Linked DNA regions of Mus musculus: region 2 is linked to region 1. Evidence: chromatin contacts called from public HiChIP or PLAC-seq data. All regions are on one chromosome and are shown on one strand. Each heading gives the region's core, a stretch centred on a gene start, on an enhancer-like site or on the middle of the called end of the contact. The rest is flanking DNA. Distances are from core to core; before and after follow the strand shown. Region 1 overlaps Ccdc141 (coiled-coil domain containing 141). Region 2 has its middle 6.6 kb from the start of Gm35317.

What was found. HiChIP or PLAC-seq counts read pairs in DNA pulled down with a chosen protein or histone mark.
Region 2: a contact with region 1 is called in an H3K27ac HiChIP or PLAC-seq map of heart atrium, with 2.3 times the contacts expected there. The contact joins two enhancer-like sites. A contact is called at or near these places in 1 of 15 datasets of contacts at CTCF or cohesin (the NIH/3T3 cell line), 1 of 484 Hi-C or Micro-C datasets (nephron progenitors) and 1 of 115 datasets of contacts at active chromatin or transcription factors (heart atrium).

What each region holds. Positions count from the first base shown.
Region 1 is chr2:77,106,864-77,111,103 of GRCm38.p6, reverse strand. Ccdc141 (coiled-coil domain containing 141) reads left to right here. Exons shown (of 24, transcript NM_001025576.3): 6 at 2,625-2,741. Among named protein-coding and RNA genes, the nearest start is that of Gm39862, 38 kb to the right of the region's middle. Within about 2 kb of position 1,408, at least 15 of the 459 cell types and tissues checked have an H3K27ac peak or open chromatin away from gene starts, as enhancers often do. A contact at or near this core is called in heart atrium, where this site is marked.
Region 2 is chr2:77,315,337-77,319,344 of GRCm38.p6, reverse strand. No RefSeq gene overlaps it. Among named protein-coding and RNA genes, the nearest start is that of Gm35317, 6.6 kb to the left of the region's middle. Within about 2 kb of position 2,279, at least 40 of the 459 cell types and tissues checked have an H3K27ac peak or open chromatin away from gene starts, as enhancers often do. A contact at or near this core is called in heart atrium, where this site is marked.

The sequences.
Region 1 (4,240 bases), core at 159-2,658:
TGGAAGCCAGGATGAAAGCTACTGAGTATCACAAGAGTTTTCTACCTCCAACGTGTTGCTTAGTAGGTAGCTTTTGAAGGGTGAAATAGTGTCAGCAAGAACCAAAGGATTAAGTCAGTCAGCACTATTTAAAAGTCAAAACAAGCTGTTGCAGCAGTGCAGACCTTCAATCCCAGTACTTGGGGAACAGAGGAAGGCAGTGGAAGCCCACCTGGTCTGTGTGCCAAGGTCCAGGCCAGCTAGAGCTATGAGGTAAGATCAATATCAATAGAAGAAGAAAGAAGAGGAGGAGGAGAAGGAGGAGGAGGAGGAAGAAGAGGAAGAAGAAGAGGGGGAAGAAGAGGAGGAAGAAGAGAAGGAAGAAGAGGAGGAGGAGAAGAAGAGGAAGAAAAAGAAATCACAGAATTTCCCTCCCTCGCTTCCTTCTAGGTTTCATCATCTCTGACATTTGTTAGATGACAAATATTTGACTCACAAATTAAATAGGATTATCTGCGGCTATAGGCTTCTCACCTGTTCAGGGAGATTAAGGAACACCTGCTTCCTCCTTTGTTTCATCCACTTAGCGTCCATATTAGCTGGCCCACAATAAAACATTCTTGAGATGTCTACCCCCACCCCAACTCTAGCTAGGAATAGAAAACACTCACTTCTGGTCCTCAACAACTAAATAGTCTCAGTTAGTTATTCTCATGCTCTCTTTGAGGAAAACCCCCCAAACCACTCCTCCGTTCACATTTCTGTAAGCACTCGCTGGCGTTGTAAGAAATTATTTTATATAAAAGCAAAATAACTTTTAGTGCTGTTCTCTAAGTGCCCTCTGTGGGTTCTTCTATGTATATTGTACTTATCTAGTTCTAATTGGATACCAGAAAAATGGTTTCAAGGAACTATAAATATATAAAAATACTATATACATACATGTCTATATAATGTGAAATATATATATCACATACTTTACCAATATTAGGAAGAAGGTGAATTTCATATAAAAATGGCTACAGGATAAATGTGGATTTTTTTTTTGTTGTTTGTACTGATAATGGGCTAACATTTTGGTAAGCTGAAGAAACCCTGTTGCTCCGTAACTTATTCCCCATTCTGTGCTGGGGAAATGCTGAGCTAGTTCAGACCTTCTGCTCTCAAGATCAGCTGCCACCCCAGCTCCCCGTGGCCCACAGGCATCTCACTGGGGTGAGCCTCTACCACTGCCATCTGCGGAGCATGAGGCACATTTTCAGTTTGGAACTTTAGACCCGACACCCTTTCCTCAGCCTCCGGCTTCATATATCCCTTCCTGTTACAGGAGCTGGAAGAAAGCCCATGGCTGTGCAGACAAGATAACTGGGGCCTCAGAAAGACACAGTATGACTCTTGGCTCTGCCCACCATTTTGAGCGGACTGCCAATTTTCATCTTTGAGGTTGGCAACAGTATCCCCAGACAACAGGGCTGAAAGACTGTAGGTGACATGAGCATAGTGGCGGGGCACAGCAGAAGAGCATGGATTTTGGAATTATGTACACTTGGGGCAGATCCTTCTTCTGCTGCTACCATCTGTCTCTAGATAAACGGCTTCAGCTCTCCCAATTCATTTACTTCTTCTGTACGTTTGTATGATTAGATTGCTCTTGTTGTGGACTTACTGAGAAAGACGAAGACAATGCTCTCAAAGCAACGAGCCACACATCTAGTTTATAGTGTGGTGTCTTACAAATTAGTCATTCTGATAGGATTCAGGGATAATGCTGTACAGAAGCAGATAGTGCAAATCTAGCTGCACTTCATTTGATGGATATCAAGGTTCTTGTGTTCAGGAGTCTTAAGTCAGAAGTCTCACATCAAGTTATAGTATCTCTTAAAATCTGGCCTCACTAAAAGTGCAACACCACAAACTTAATGGTAGAGTGCTTGTTCGACTTGTGTGAGATCCTGGGTTCAATGTCAGCATTCCTCCAAAGTTAACTAATTAAAAAATTAAAATAACAACATATTTATTACTGCAATCAACCTCCACAATATCTGTTGTCTTGACACTGTGTGTCATGTGTCCTGAGTCAACCGTACATGTATCTGGTACCCACGTCCTGTTCTTACAGTCTCCATGGGGTTTCATAACTGTGCCTTTTCATTCCTCCGATTTCCTCCAGGGACTGCAAATGAAATACGTTTGTATTTTCTTTTTGTATACTAGAAAATATGATTCCACATAGGCTGTTCAATATCTTTAACTGGATCTGTGTAACTATATCCAGGCTCATGTTTATATAGAGAAAAAACGTTATATTTGGAAAGGAAGCAAGATGTATGGACTGCATGGGGACGCACTGTGGCTTTTGGAGAATATGCTGACTCATTTCTCATGCCTCATAATCCACTGAGCTGTTAAGCAGCCCTTCCCTGGGCTCTTCTCTGGTTATTTAGTCCTTTTTTGCCCTTAAGCATTGAGAGGCTGAAATAAAGAGAACATTAAATGCCTAGATGATGTTAACATCCTATATAAATTAGCGTATGTAGAAAGAGATCGAATTGCTTTGTTTTGAAAGGTTGCACTACTGTGTCTGCATTTAAATCGTCTATCCTGATCATTTACATATTGGTCCTTTCTTCTCACCCCTTCCCCAGGTTTCTTCTTGGTTTCAGAAAGCAATAAGAGATCTGCAGGAACAGAGTCTGGGCGCATCACTTTCAGACAACAGAGAGCTAATCTGCAAGCACGAGGACCTGATAGTCAAAGCAAAGGTAAGGTCCACTAAAATGAGTGGGGAATGCAAGGGAGATGACTCTTGGAATAGGCTGAGTCATTTACAGATTGCATAGAAATGATCACTAGAGCGTTAGGGAACGCCACTGCCCATTAACTGCTAGAGTAACAGTAAGACTGAAGCTTGTAAACACACACACACACACATACACACACACACACACATCGACACACTAACAGGTCATAATTATTGTCTAGTCTGAGTATGAGAGACGCTTTATTTAAATGGTCACAGACCCCTGAGAAGTTTACCATTTTTTTTTTTAAATTGGACTGAAACAAAGCAGAGGCTTTGACAAACAAAGAGAGTGGCTTCATCAAAGTTAAGTCTTATCCCAGGCAGAGGTGGAATTTGATTCTGTCCAACCCAAGGTCCCAGCTCTTCAGTATTAAGCTTCGCTGTCTTTCTGCAGAGTGTTTCTTTGCTGGTGTGATGTTTTGTTTGGTTGTTTTCTGCACATAGCACCGTCACCTCGCTGGTTGCCAGGCTTGCTCACTGCTCTCATCTTCATTCTCTCTCTCTCTCACTTGCTTCACATTCCTCCATTTTGCAAGAAATTGACTCCTAGCCAGGCATCACTTACAGATGGTCTGTAGAGAACTAAAGCTTATTTTGGTGACCCAGTACAGGAAATTACACCTAGAACATTGTAGGTGGTTGGTAGTTACAGGTTAAATGAAGTCATGAAAGTTGTGAAACACTTGTTAGTTGGTGGCAAGGAAGACCAACCATATACTCATTTGAGACTGATAGAAGGCTTGCAGGGATAGACTGTATTTAATTAGGGTTAAATATTCTAAGGACATGACATTCTTAGTTTCATGTTACTTTCTTGCTGTGATTGAATGTAGAAGTCTAATCTCAATGTTTAAGTGATTGTTAAAACATGCAGTTATGAAACTGCTCATTTAAAACATGGTCAGCTTCATTTGCCAGTTAAGGTTTTCCACTGTAGTAATGTAGTAATTTATTCTATATGTATCAAGCTCACCCTTTATCAGTGAGAATGATTCTATCCGTATCCTTATGTATTAAGAACCAGGGATGATTCAATTTGCATAGGATACCGACTTTTAAAAACACAGGAACAAAACCAACATGTTCCTGTAAGTTAGACGCACTTGGGTTTCAGTGACTGTGCATATGAAGTCATGAGAGTTGTTTAGACTTGAATATTTGTTCACACATTACTTTGGTTCTAGGAGTGTACTGTGTCTGATGTTCACAGCTCACATTTGAAACTATGGAGTGTATAAAAGAAAAAGGGCCATGAATTAGCTATGTAAGAAACACTGATGAACACATTTGTTTCTGTTCACAATGTCAAAATTATTTGGATAAGAATAAGATAAGCTGCAACAATGTCAAAGGCATGTATACACACACACACATACAATTATCTGCATATAATTGTTATATATATCTATAACAAATACATATATTTATGTTTACACACACACACACATATATTCTCTG
Region 2 (4,008 bases), core at 1,030-3,529, 210 kb before region 1:
AAATCAACAGATGCACAAATTGCAATGGCAGCACCGCAAAAAATACAAAAAGGCTAGGTTACTATACGTCCTCCAAATAATCCTTTGACTACTGTGGTGGTTTGAATATGTTTGGCCCAGGGAGTGGCACTATTAGGAGGTATGGCCTATTTGAAGTGGGTGTGGCCTATTTGGAGTAGGTGTGGTCTTACTGGGTATATATATATATATATACCCAGTAAGACCAGATGATGTAATAACAGCTGACTATGAAAGGAAATCCCAGAATCCAGTAGTTGCTCAGTCTACAAGGCTTGATGTCTCAGCTGGTATTCAGTATCTGCTCAGATCCCAAGGAAGAAGGCTCTAATGCCAGTGAAGGAGTGGACTTGCCAGTGAGAGTGAAGGCAAAGAGCAAAGGCTTCCTTCTCCCGTGTATGCAGGCTTCCAGCAGAAGGTGTCCTTCAGATTAGATCTGAGCTAAAGATCCACATTAAAAGTGTGTCTTCCTACCTCAAAGGTCTAGATCCAAAGTAGATCTTCCCACTTCAAATTAAGCAGAAATCCCTTGCAGGAATGCTCTCTATTTTATGGTTTTAGTTAATTCCAAATGTAGTCAAATTGACAACCAAGAATAGCCATCACAGTACACAAACAAGATAAGTACACAATAAGAAAACTATAAACCCATTTTCCTGTTGAACAAAGATGTAAAAACGCAGTAGTAGAGCACATAAACAGACCTCCAGTCCTTGTGTTTGCAAGGCCAATGCTTTACACACTGACCCATCTCCTCAGCCCTCTCTTGGTTTTATTATATAGTTGTAAAAGGTTGGCAAACAATAACTTTTGCTTGCCATCAAGATTTCTCCTTTTTGTGGTGATAAGGCTCAGATTGTGAGCTGCATAAAAGATTGCATGATAGGAGACGGAGAGTCTGACATTCCTAGCTTCCATTGCAGCTACAAGTGGCTGCTTAGCTGGTTTCAGTTCAAAGGAATCCAAGCTGAAGGGTCATGTGTCATCTCTGGGAATCAGTCCTCAGATGCAACACGTGCATACTTGCCGTTGCCCTTCACCTCTGTTTATCCTCATGCCTGAAGCCCAAAACGGTTTCTGGAGTCATCTCTGAGATTGAGTCCCTTCAGAATTCAACACTGAAGCACACTGTCTGCTTTGTTACTGTTCCAGCCCTGAACGGCCAAAAGGACTTATGCTTAACAGAGAAATAAGCTTCTATTTACACTGTTATTTAAACACTGTTATTTAGAAGTTTTTTTTCACACATATTTAAACTTAATCTTAAGTATATAGGCTTATGAATTTTGCTATAGTTCAGCCTTTTCACTTAGCACAATATCATCTTTTATCACTAGGTAATCATTGTAGCCATAATTTTTAATGACTGCTTACAACTTCATCTCATAAATATGTAACAATGTATATAAACAACTTATAATCATTTGATGTTTTACTTAAACTTGATTCATTTATTTAGTTCTAAAAGCACTCTGTATTCAATGTACCCATTACTACTTGAAAAGGTATATCAAGATGATTATTTTTTTTTTGTCTATCTATATGTTCGATGATACCATTCAATGATCTTTGTATCTCTCTCTCTCATTTTTTTATTTCTTTCTTTTACTGACTTTAACCTGTTTAAAGTTCTTATAGAATTGACTTATGAGTTACACACTGTATTCAATTAACTTACGTATTATTATGCCAGTACTCAATTTATTTTACTTATGATACCCATGAAATGACCTGAGGGCAAATATATTAAAATATTTATAACTCTATTTTTAAACTCTGACCAGTCTATTTTATTCATGTATTTTACAGCTGCAGATTTCTTTGTAGAGTGAGTCTGTCTTTGAAAAGCAATGCCCCAAACAGCGATGCGTTGCTTTCTGTCTAACTGGTATTTATGTCAAAGCCCCATCAAATCCATTGTTTCATTTGAATCCTGAATTGTACTATTATGACATCATTCAGATTAGCCACATTCAGCTTCTCAGCCTCCTCAGATTGAAAACCAGAGGATTTTCAAAATGAACTTGACTTTGCTTCACTGAAATTGTTCTGCAATGCTCCTGAGGAGACAGCTGTCAACTCCGTTGGCTACAGCCCCAGTGCTGGCTTGCGCTTACAGACAGGGTTCTGCAGTCAGGTCAGAGCCGTTAGCCTCATGCTAACTATGGTTGCAGCTGTCTTTGGTCATGCTGAGCATGGTCCAGCACCGTCATCTATCAGAGCACTGTGCTGTGCCTGCCTTAAAAGCAGATCCCTGTAAAGTAGGACAAGTAACTGAAGCTTTGTAATCGTTCAGTATGGGGCCTCAACTCTCATCTTAACTCGATGGGATGTGCTTGGGAGAGGCGAGAAGTGCTTGTAGGAACAATAAATCATGAGAGAGGCATTCTACAGAGTTTATTTTAGCTTTTGCTCCTGACAAGAGAGTGGCATGCCACACTCAGAGTTCAACGGGTCCTCCGAGCAGAAGTTCTTCTGTCCTTCAAAAGATTTCTCTACTAGTGAGGTACGATTCAAGTGTGACTGGACAAAAAATGTAAGCAATTTCTAAGATAATGATTTTTTTTCAGGGAAGCTTAAGTGGCCACTAGACCAGATGGAGGTTTTCTATAACTAAGCCGTATCTGTAGAAATGTGCTGTATAATGTTATAAAGAGGATTTAAAATGGAAATCTTCTAAGGTTAGGTATATAGATAGCCTTTATAAATCTCATATGAGTCAACTTTTATATCAAGGCAGTGTAAGACAGGAAAGGGAGCTAGGAGAGACAGTGGCAGGATTGGAAAGACTGTCATCGAGGACGTCTGCGAGACAGTCCTAACTTAGGTCAGGCTACCTGTACAAGAGATTTCATGGAGACAACAGTTAAACCACACAGCAGAGAGGTCATTCAAAATGACTTTCCCAGTTTGGTGCCATCGGAACACACTGCCACAAACACGAACACATGTGCAGGGGAGCACACTTTCCATGCTTCTTGGTTAGGAAAATGCCAGTAAGTGCATTTCCACACAGCGGGGCTTCTCTGAGCCTTCAGGAGAGCAAATACATTGGTTGTCTCCAAGAAAGGCTCTAGACTGCAGCAATTTCTCAAATGTATTTGGCACCTAGTGGGGGATTCTATTTCTATCTCCTAGAATATGGAATATGGAACATAGACTATATATAATACAATATAGAATAGAGAAGAATAGAGAATATAGAACATAGAATATAGAATATATATATGATTTAGAAGAAAATAGAATATGGAATTGGAATGTAGAATGTGGAACACAGAATGTGGAATGTAGACTATAGAATGTGGAATATAAAATATAGAACTTAGAATCTAGGAGAGCTCAGAAGAAGTGCATGTTATTTTGCCTTTGAGGGTGGCACAGAATGTGTGCCAGGAGGGTGAAGGAATTCTTCCTTCTCTATAGTACTTCAGGCAAGAAGTTTAGGTCTGAACTGCAGTGCCTACATGAGATATTATCTCCTTGTGAGAAACTGCAATAGCCTTTTTTTTTTTTTTTTTTTTTTTTTAGATTTATTTATTCATTATATGTAAGTACACTGTAGCTGTCTTCAGAGACTCCAGATGAGGGCATCAGATCTCATTACAGATGGTTGTGAGCCACCATGTGGTTGCTGGGAATTGAACTCAGGACCTTCAGAAGAACAGTCAGCACCCTTAACCACTGAGCCATCTCGCCAGCCCTGCAATAGCCTTTTAACATCCAAAGAGAAAAACTCATCTGGAATCAGGGGGAAAGAACTAAGAATTCCATTACAAAGTTGCTAATTCACTCCGTTTGTAAAACCGTAGCATTTTAAACCTGAGAAAGATCTGAAAAGAACCCCACTTTAGCCAATTCTCGGACTTTACAATGAGAAAATTGAGTGGTTTGCCCAAGGTCATCCAATTAGTGGGAAGTCTAACGAAAGGCAAGACCTAGTTGTGATAACAGTCCTATCATGTTCTCATAAACCCTGCACAGCAGGCC